Regions from separate parts of the Canis lupus genome. Here region 1 is linked to region 2. A link is a contact called in public Hi-C data. All regions are on one chromosome and are shown on one strand. The core of a region is the stretch at or near the end of the contact, and the rest is flanking DNA. Distances in the headings are between cores, read along the strand shown. Region 1 holds the start of TOX (thymocyte selection-associated high mobility group box protein TOX). Region 2 overlaps LOC119866669 (a long non-coding RNA gene).

Region 1 (4,723 bases), core at 1,727-4,226, 300 kb before region 2:
CTTCATTCTGTAGGCATGATTGATCGATCATTAACTCCATTTTCATTACCACCCCCACCCCCCATGAAGTTGACTTTCATGGTCTACTCTCCATGTATGAGTAATTGGAGTCAAGAGCTTTATTTATTTTTATTTTATTTTATTTTATTTTATTTTATTTTATTTTATTTTATTTTATTTATTTTTAGATTTTATTTATTTATTCATGAGAGACACACAGAGAGAGGCAGAGACATAGGCAGAGGGAAAAGCAGGCTCCCTGTGGGGAGCCCAGTGCAGGACTAGATCCCCGGACCCCAGGATCATGACCTGAGCCAAAGGCAGATGCTCAACCACTGAGCCACCCAGGTTCCCCAAGAGCTTTTTAAATCAAAACCTCACATTCCCACCCCTGATACCAGGTCATGCACAAACATATCACTTTGACTCTACTGATTGCACATGGAAGAAACCAGGCCCAAATTAAATGGAAGGTCACACACTTCCCATGCTTTTGGGTTTTTCCTCAAGACAGAGAAAATAGTATAGTAGGTCTATGGAACACAGTATGGACATCATTGTCTTCCCTAGGTGTCAAGATGTTGATAATGAATGATATTGTTCCTGTCCTGATACTTTTCATCTTCTTGATGTTCCCGGAGCCATCAAACAGTACTTCAATTACAGATTCTTTTTTTTTTTTTAAGTTTTATTTATTTATTCATGAGAGACACAGAGAGAGGCAGAGACATAGGCAGAGGGAGGAGAAGCAGGCTCCATACGGGACTTGATGGAAACTCTGGGATCACGTCCTGAGCTGAAGGCAGATGCTCAACTGTTGAGCCACCCAAGCGCCCCTCATTTGCAGATTCTAAGGAAGTTTTTAGAATTGAATTTTGAACTGCTGTAATATGTTAGTGATAAGTGCTGAATGGATGATAGAAACTTAAGCTTGGAAATATTTAAGTTAAATTCAAAAGGTATTTCTTTTTTTTAATTGTGGAGTACAAACCACTACATTTAGCATCTGCCATTGAATTTTGAACAATGACACTATAAAACACAAAGCATTTAAATTTTACTATAAAGACCTTTATTAAGAGGAAAAAAAAATTGTTTCTTATTTTATTTTATGCCTTGAAGGACCTATAAATATGGAGGTTCTTCTGAATCCAGGGGAGAGGAATTCTTATTTTCTCACTGCTCTCTCTCCCTACACAATTTCCACCATGTCAATCTTGAGATGGGGAAAGGGCTAGATTTTTGCTACTCATAAAAATGATGAAGGGAAGAAAGAAAACAATGGCTCAGAGGAAAAGGATGCAAAGAGTACGAAGCAATGCTTGCTAAAAGGTTCCTAAAAAGCCATGTAAAGACATCCAATGATATTATCATTTCTTTTACTTTCTTCATAGATTTTCTTCCAGATCCCTCTGATTGTACCTGACAGGTGCTCTCAGTTGCAGAGGAAACAACATCACTGTGAGAAAGTTGTACAGAGCAGTTGGCAATCAGCACGCACTGTAAAGTTGTGTAGGGTGCCAAAATGTCATTAGTGCCCTCCTTAACACCAGAAACAAGTGGAATGGATGAAGTTACTTCCAGGCTCCTTTGCAGGGTCTTGGGCCCTACTGTGTGGGGCTGCTTCCTCCTGGGAAGGTAACTATCACCCACTCCGGCCTGGCCTGGACTTCCCACCAAGGACAGAGCCTCAGGGATAAATCTCTTGGACTACAGCCAAGATATGCGGATTTTTTGCCCCCCAGCCATGGGGGGGGGGGGGGAGTTGCAAGCGCCTTGGGTTTCAGAGGTAAGGCGGGAAAACACGACTGGCGATCTCCTCCTCCCAGGGACCTGGGGAGGCTGACTCCGGGTCTCCTGTGCCTCTCCAAGAGCGTCCAATTACAAAACCACAAGAATCCCCTCAGGGGCAGCTAACAGCCCGCGTGTTCTCCCTCTAGCCCGATCCAGGGTGCGGGGGGCTGTTTCCCTATTTACACTCTGATTTACCCCCGTGGTCTTTGCGGAGTCTCTCGGGCTGCCTTAGCTTTGCAAACCCTCCAGTGGGTCACAGATCCTTGCGAGGTGAGGGCTGGAGGCGGAAGCGCGCAACAGAAGGGGGGCGCCTCGGGGGCTCCTGCACACCCTGCAGTCCTTCCGGGCCCCTGGGCCGGGGAGCCCAAGTAGCCCGCTACGGCGCACAGAGGATCCGCGCTCCCTGCGGGGCCCCGGGCCACGGCCCCGGGCCCGCGCCGCGTGGCACAGTCACCGCCACCAGGGGCTGGGAGGAAGGGTGGGGACGCAGCGACGCCAGAGGGGACAGGCACCAAAGGGGAGGCGGCGAACGCAGAGAAAGAGGTGGGGACGGCCGCGGAGGGGGCGGCGGGAGCGGGGTGGGGCCGGGGCGGGCCCGGGGGCGGGGCTGCGGGGCGGGGTGCGCCACAGCGCCCCCTTGCTGCGCGCTCCCCGCCGTGCCCCCGGGCGGCGGGCGGCTGGGGCTCCGCAGCCCCTTTGTGTGCGACGCGCCGGCCGGGAGGAGCGCGGCCCGGACCCGGCGGAGGCTCCGCGGGGTCCCGCCGCCCCGGCCCGGTCCCGGCCGCGCTCTCCTCCTCCTCCTCCTCCTCCCCCTCCGCTCCTCCCTCCTCCGGCCCCGGCCCCCAGACCCGAGCTGCAGCCATTGGGCCGCGAGCAGCCCCGCGTCCTGCCGCGCACCCTACCCCGCCCGGCCCGGGGCGTTCACCCCCCCACCCCCCGCCCTGTCCCCCTCTTCATTCCTCATTCCTCCCCCCATCCCAGGCCTCCAAGGTGGAGAAAATAAACTAAAAGCAGAGCAACTCAGAGACTCCAATAAAACGCCCAGGACCTAGAGCCCGAGCGCGAGCGCGTGTGCCGGGCGGCGAGGGGCGCGGGAGGCGGGGATGGGGGGGCGGGCGGGGGGACAATGAGCGCATGAAGTTACCTGCCCGGCGGCGGCGGCGGCGGCGGCGGCGGCGGCGGGGCCGGGAGGCGGCGGCGGAGCAGGCTGCGCGCTCGGCGCCGACGGGTGCGCGCCGCGGCTTGGGGGAGAGTTGAGCGCTTTTCCCCCCTCTTTTTTTTTTTTTCTTTTTTTTTTTTTTTTTCTCCTCTTCTTCTTAAACAAACCACAAACGGATGTGAGGGAAGGAAGGTGTTTCTTTTACTCCTGAGTCCAGACACCTCTCTCTGTTCCGTCTAAGCTTGTTTTGCTGAACACTTTTTTTAAAAAAAGGAAAAGAAAAGGAGTTGCTTGATGTGAGAGTGAAATGGACGTAAGATTCTATCCACCTCCAGCCCAGCCCGCCGCTGCGCCCGACGCTCCCTGTCTGGGACCTTCTCCCTGCCTGGACCCCTACTATTGCAACAAGGTGAACGCTCTGCTTTTGTTTCCACCGTGTTCTTGCTGCTGGATCCCGGGAGGGGGGCGGCGGCGGCGGCGGGCTGGCCCGGCTGCCGGGGCGGTCGGCGGAGGCCGGTCCCGGGCGCGCTCGGCTCGCAGCCCGCTACAGCCCTGCGTGCGCTGGGGTAGTAGATACTGTGCAGCAGCTCCGGGGGTTTGCCAAACACCGCGATCGTGCGGAAAGTGACACGGTTTGCTCGGATCCTTCCCTTCCTGCTGTTCGCCACGAAGGCTCCCTGCCTGGGTTTGCCGGGGGGCGTTAAAAAAAAAAATTAAGAGAAACCCACGGAATACTTTGGGGGGTGTGTCTGGGGTCCGGGAACGGAGGCAGAGAGTAAGAGAAGTCAGTTTATTTTCTAGTTTCCCCTCGTCCCTCCCGCCCTCTCCCGGGCTGCGGGGACCCGTGGCACCGCTTCCCTGAGCGGGGTTAGTTGCCAGCGGAGCCGCCGCGAGTCGGGGTGCGGGGACCGGGGAGACGCCCCCGCCCCCAACCCCCGCCGGGAACATCGCCCCGCAAGCCTTTTGTTTTCCCGCGCCCTGTGGGACGCGGCTGTGCGGGCCGGGGTGCACGGGGGAGCCGCGCGGGGACGGGCACAGCTCCCGCTCGGGGGTGCGCGCGGTCACCGCAAGTTTGTTGGAAGCCGGACGAGCGCGTCGAGTTCCCGTCCGGAGCCCCGGAGCTCCAGCGCTCCCGCGGGGCCGGAGCAGGGTCCCGGGCCGGGCTGCACCCCCGGCCCGGTGACCCCAGGTGCCAAGGCCGCGGGGCACCCGAGCGCGGCCGGCCGGGCGGGTGCCCCGGGCGGGGGCGGGGGCGGGGGCTCCGCCGGTCCCGTGGACGCAACGGTCCGGGGCTGCGAAGGGGGGGGGTTGGTCTCGGCGCCTCTCCAGCTCTCGGCCCCGGGAGGGAGGGCGCGCGGGGCCGGGCCTCCGGGAGCAGCCGCGGGGCCAGGGCCGTGCTCGCGGGGCTTGTTGGAGGGGGGCGAGCCGCCCGGCCCGGGAGCGTCGGCGGGGAGGACCGCGTTCCCCGCGGCGCGGGGCGAGGGGTCGGGACGCCCAGCTCGCGCCCCACCTGCCCGGTCCTGTAGCCCCTGCGAGCAGTTCCCGGTCAGCCCCTCCGTGAATTCCACCGGATGAGTCGTTGGGACTCCTAACATTTGCCTGGCGGCGAGGCATCATCAAACAGCTCTTTTACGCGGTACAGAGGTATTTAGCGCGCTGCCTCCTCAGCCCCCGGGCTCCCCACCACGCCACCGCCTCGCAGCCCCGAGCCTTGGTCAGTCGGGACACACACACACACACACACACACACACACACACACTCTGCGAGTT
Region 2 (4,891 bases), core at 308-2,807:
ATTGTGTGATGTTTACTTGACGATTTAAAAGCTCTTTAAATTATAGAAGGGCATTAGACACTGCAGACAAGCATCAGGAGCGATGAAGAATGGAACCTTTCCACTAAGAAATCTAAGCTTAGAAAAAGATAACAAAGAATTTCAAAATGAGTTGTGCCACTTTTTTCCTTTTAGTCTATGTAATTGAACAGGAGTTCCTAGTTGCAAAACTAAAAGAATACACACTAGTCACATCAAGAAAACAAGAAGCAAAGGAGAAAAAAGGTGCTAGACAAGTAGGAGTGTTGAGTGCAGGAGAGAAATTTCAGGAGACAAGTGTATAGGATGCTAAACTAAAGCATCGATAAACCACGCGCTGATTTTTTTTTTTTTCTGATTGCCAAGTCCTAGTGTGACTTGATGAAATAAATAAAAGATCATAGTTCCTGGACTCTGGCTAAATCATGGCAGGTAAGAAGAAATTGTCCTAGCTTTTAAGACTCCCAAAAGGAGCTTCAGAACCAGGTGCCATCAGGGATACGCCTTGACCTAACAGAAAAGTTTCCAAATCCTTACACAAGCCTATTGCTGGGAGAAAGGGCCATGGGGGTGGAGGGTGGGGATGGAGGAGGCACGGAAGGGCTTCCTGATGTCACCAGTCACAAAGGAGGAAGGCTGGGAGGGAGGGACACCCCTGAACCAACAACACACACATACTTTGCAATACATGTGCATACAGAGACATTAGACTTTGCCTTCCTCATTTCTCACTTGTGTGTACCTGGAGCCAGATTACACTGCAGAGGTAAGGAGCAAAGATGAAGTTCTCGTCCTGGGACCCGGAGACGACAGAGGACAATGTCATGTTATATTTCTGCACTGGTCACAATTGCGCCTCATTAAAGGAGCCCACCAGCACGAATCCTGTTGACTGTCGTCATTTCACATTTTATTAACAGCTTGCTAGCAAAGACGTTTGAAAATGAAATTTCATTCACACTGACCCGAGGCCAGAAAAAAAAAAAAAAAGCAATAGTGGCTGCAAAATAAAATGGGAAGCCTTCTCGTGCTACAGAAGAAACAACAAACCCTGCTGAAGAAAGACTACAAACCAAGAGGCAGTATTTTAAAGGCTGCAGCGTCCCTGTTTGACAATTGTGTGTTTACAATAAGCCTAAGCATAATTGCTCTGATGGGCTGTCAGGGAAAAGATTAATTTGGCAAAGATTAGTATTGACTTGCTGTTTATTAAGGCTTTTAAACAGCTGTATCTGGCAGCATTCCTGTAAGTGCCTGTCATATCTGAAAATCAGCCTCACACCCTGGTGCTCGCCAGCTGTTACTAAACAATCTTCCACCACTTTGAATGTCTTTCTCCAGGCCAAACAGCAAGAGCAAACTATTGCCAAATTAGCCCTTTTCTCCTCCTGTCACTTTTTTTTTTTTTCCCCCTTTTTGGAGGTGGGGGCAGGGAGCTTCTGAATGCTGAAATGTCAGCTCGTGGCCGATGGCTTGGCTGATAAGCGGTGCAGGAAGTCAGGAGGTGGCTTGGTGCGGGTGATCGCATCCCCCTCCGGGCGCGCAGCGCTGTGAGTCACCTCGCACAGACAGCGAAACCGCAGCCTGCAACTGTTACAAGGCAAAAGGTTTGAAAGACAGTTAGAAAGTGGCGATCAAAGGTCTGAAGCCACCAGATTCCCAAAACTTTGTGTCCCTCGGACCAGCCCTTGCCCGCAGGGCCCTAGCGCTGGGAGGGACGCCCGGCGGGGGCGGAGGGCAGGTCCGCGAGCGGCCACGGGTCTCTAACTTAGGGACCGCGCTCGGGGCGACGACCAGTCACTCGCGTGCAGCTGGCATTCGGACTCGGTGGAAGCCTGCGGGATAAGATAGGTTTGCATGTTCTAAGGCTGTGCAAGGAAAGGGGAGATGGAGGTTGGTAGTGGAGTAAGGCCCGGCAGTTTCAAGTCCAAGTCCGGTCATAAAGGCGATGGAAATAATAGCGCTCCAGTGCAGTTAAAGGTCAGGCCACGCGGGCCCCCGTGTCACGGGGGGAGTCACCTTGGTCTTTCCAACAGGACTGCTTTTTCGAGCATTAATCGCAACCTGGTGGAGTTGTCAGAGCAGATGCAAAAGGATGTCACTTCTTCATCCTTGCTTGGCACCTTCCGTGACTCTGTGCGCTGTAGTGGGGAGGGGAGGGAACTGGCCTCGGGGCCAAGCTGATGCTAGATATTAGGATTGGAATCACATCACGCAGGATTCGGAGGTGTAGACAAATGAACACTACTGCTCAGCCCTAAGAGTAGCCCATTGCTCCACAGGCGACTGAGAACTCTGTTCCTGATTCTTTTTTTTGTTTTGTTTTTTAAGATTTTATTTGTCCATGAGATACACAGAGAGAGAGAGAGGCAGAGACACAGGCAGAGGGAGAAGCAGGCTCCCTGCAGGGAACCCAATGTGGGACTCATCCCAGGACCCCGGGATCACAACCTGAGCCAAAGGCAGAGGCTCAACCACTGAGCCACCCAGACGCTCCCGTTCCTGATTCTTTCCACACACCATGACAGTGGGTGAGAGGTAGATGAAACGTAATACTAATTCAGCACTCCCAATCAGAAGTGACTCACTATTGAAAATAAAAGGCAAGATATGCCTCTCACTGAGTTCCCCTGAACCCCACCAGGACTTCCATTCCTGGTCCTGCTGAGGCCCAGGCTACAAACAAAAGAAAATCCAGAGTGCAGAACTTACTTAAAAATTAATCTGTGACTGTAAGTCACAGAGTATTCTAAATCCTAAAATATCCCTGCTCCTGTGGCCATTTTCTAGGGCAAGAGCTACCGCTGGAAGAGGTAGCCTACTCTGAGAAATTAGGCCCAACTTCAGATTGTGCGGAAACGCACCCTCTCGACTTGATTGGGTGGTAGACCTTACTTAAAAAGGAGCTGCTCCATCACTTGAGTCAAAGCACGTCTGTTACTCACAGTTACATTCAGAGAATACAGTATCAACCATTTACTCCAAACAAATTAATATTGTTTTTAATAGAATTCGAGAAAGACCACGGTGGAGTGGGGGGCAGAGGGGCACTTCACTGTATCCTTACCATGTTTTGGAGGGAACATTTTTTTTAAAGATTTTATTTATTTATCATGAGAGACACACAGAGGGAGAGGCAGACACAGGCAGAGACAGGAGCAGGTGCCTGGTGCAGGACTCGATCCCAGAAACCCGGGATCACGACCTGAGCCAAAGACAGTCGTTCAACCACTGAGCCACCCAGGCACCCCTTTGCAGGGAACATTTAGCAAACTTTTTCTTCACAGCTTTATAGGTCTGGTTGTCCCCCACTGACCTATAATTCTTTGATTATTCATGTGAGTAAACTGAGTATAGGAAGTGAAGGACTAAATTGTTTGGGGGACTCACTGTGATTACACAAGAACCAAAGAAAGCAATGAATGAAAGGAAGCTGTCCCCACGGCATGTGGTCTGTGGATAAAAGTCCTTCCAGAAACTTTGAGTTATTGGTGGGAGGTTCAAACAGAAACTGTACCATATGAAAGTAGCTTGTCCCGATAGTCATTGTTAGGTCTATCTTGGATCCAGTTCTCTCCAGTTCAGCATGAGAAAATGGGTCAGAATTCATGTGTCCAGAAACTGTAACCAATTCTGTGGAGTATTTTGTATCTTATCGTGTGTGTGTGTGTGTGTGTGTGTGTGTGTGTGTGTGTGTGTGTTTATCAAGGTAGACCCACAGAAACCTAAATCTGGTCTTGGTTAGAGTTTCATACAAGAAAAAAACAATGGCGTATCTAAACGAAACTGCAATTTCCGGGTAGTATTACAAAATACACAATATCTACAAAACCATTCTAGCTGTTGGGTTGGGTCACTTTTAACACCTGGTTTCAAGATGTGGTTTCAGCAGACCAACATAACAGAAGTGACAGTCCTTTACAACACTAAGGTCCCCTGGAGTAGCTCTAGATTGGGTTTTCTTCTCTTTCTGTCTCTCTCTCTCCCCCCCTCTCTCCCTCTCCCTCTCTTCTCTCTCTTTTTACAGAGAAAGAATCTGATACTTTATATAACCTATCAGTCTCTTAAAAGGATTCTGGCCTTGTGTTCCCAGAACATTCGCCTTCAGCTGAAGGAGCCAGACTGCCTGCAACCAGCACAAGTCGGCTTCATTGTCACTTGGCTGATCACTTTGTTAATTCTCAGATAAATGGAGAACGGCTCCATTTGCTCTCCTCCTCCTCTTAGTTCCAATGCAGAGCAATCCAGAGTCTCTGAGGACTTTTCTATATGACTTCCCATTTCACACCACAGATGGTTTAGATAAAAACTATTAGTTCCATTTATTCAAACAGCTTCATTGCACCAAAATGAGCGTATTTTTAGCATTTTGCCTAAAGGTTTATTTCCCTGGCTTTTTCTTTCTTTGTTTTCTTCTTCTTCTTCTTCTTCTTCTTCTTCTTCTTCTTCTTCTTCTTCTTCTTCTTCTTCTTCTTCTTCTTCTTCTGTGTAAAGGAGTTTGGCTGACGTCTCAGGTTTCAATCATCAATTTTCCTGCACCCATGCCCCCACCCCCACCTGCCACAGCTTTTGGATTGGAATGGAGTTGAGGAGTCCTCTAAAAGACAATTTACTTTTTTAAAAGCAGTGTTATAATACATTTACAAGTTTGATCTTGCCTTGATTCAAAGGCAAACCTTTGAATGTTTGCCTTCTTCCATGAGGTTAGTTGTGATCATTTCCACGGGCGCACAAGTACTATATATGCCTGTTTATCTTGGGGCTATTGCGATGGCAAATATTTTCATTTGGACAGCACACCATACCAAAAAAAAACCCTCTTCAGAATACATATTCAAAGAGAGGACCTACAAATACACAAGTTCAAAACTTT

What was found. Hi-C and Micro-C count contacts between places; a contact is called where the count stands out from the background.
Region 1: a Hi-C map of blood shows a contact between it and region 2, with 2.1 times the contacts expected there. The contact joins the promoter of TOX here to the enhancer-like site in region 2. A contact is called at or near these places in 2 of 9 Hi-C or Micro-C datasets (amygdala and blood).

The regions. Positions count from the first base shown.
Region 1 is chr29:10,328,135-10,332,857 of UU_Cfam_GSD_1.0, reverse strand. It overlaps TOX (thymocyte selection-associated high mobility group box protein TOX), which reads left to right and starts at 2,976. Exons shown (of 10, transcript XM_038579374.1): 1 at 2,976-3,362. The coding sequence starts at 3,261. It overlaps LOC102152621 (a long non-coding RNA gene), which reads right to left and starts at 2,986. Exons shown (of 7, transcript XR_005380986.1): 1 at 2,939-2,986.
Region 2 is chr29:10,023,602-10,028,492 of UU_Cfam_GSD_1.0, reverse strand. It overlaps LOC119866669 (a long non-coding RNA gene), which reads right to left. Exons shown (of 3, transcript XR_005380849.1): 3 at 29-1,608. Among named protein-coding and RNA genes, the nearest start is that of NSMAF, 110 kb to the right of the region's middle. Within about 2 kb of position 1,557, at least 8 of the 20 cell types and tissues checked have an H3K27ac peak or open chromatin away from gene starts, as enhancers often do. A contact at or near this core is called in blood, where this site is marked.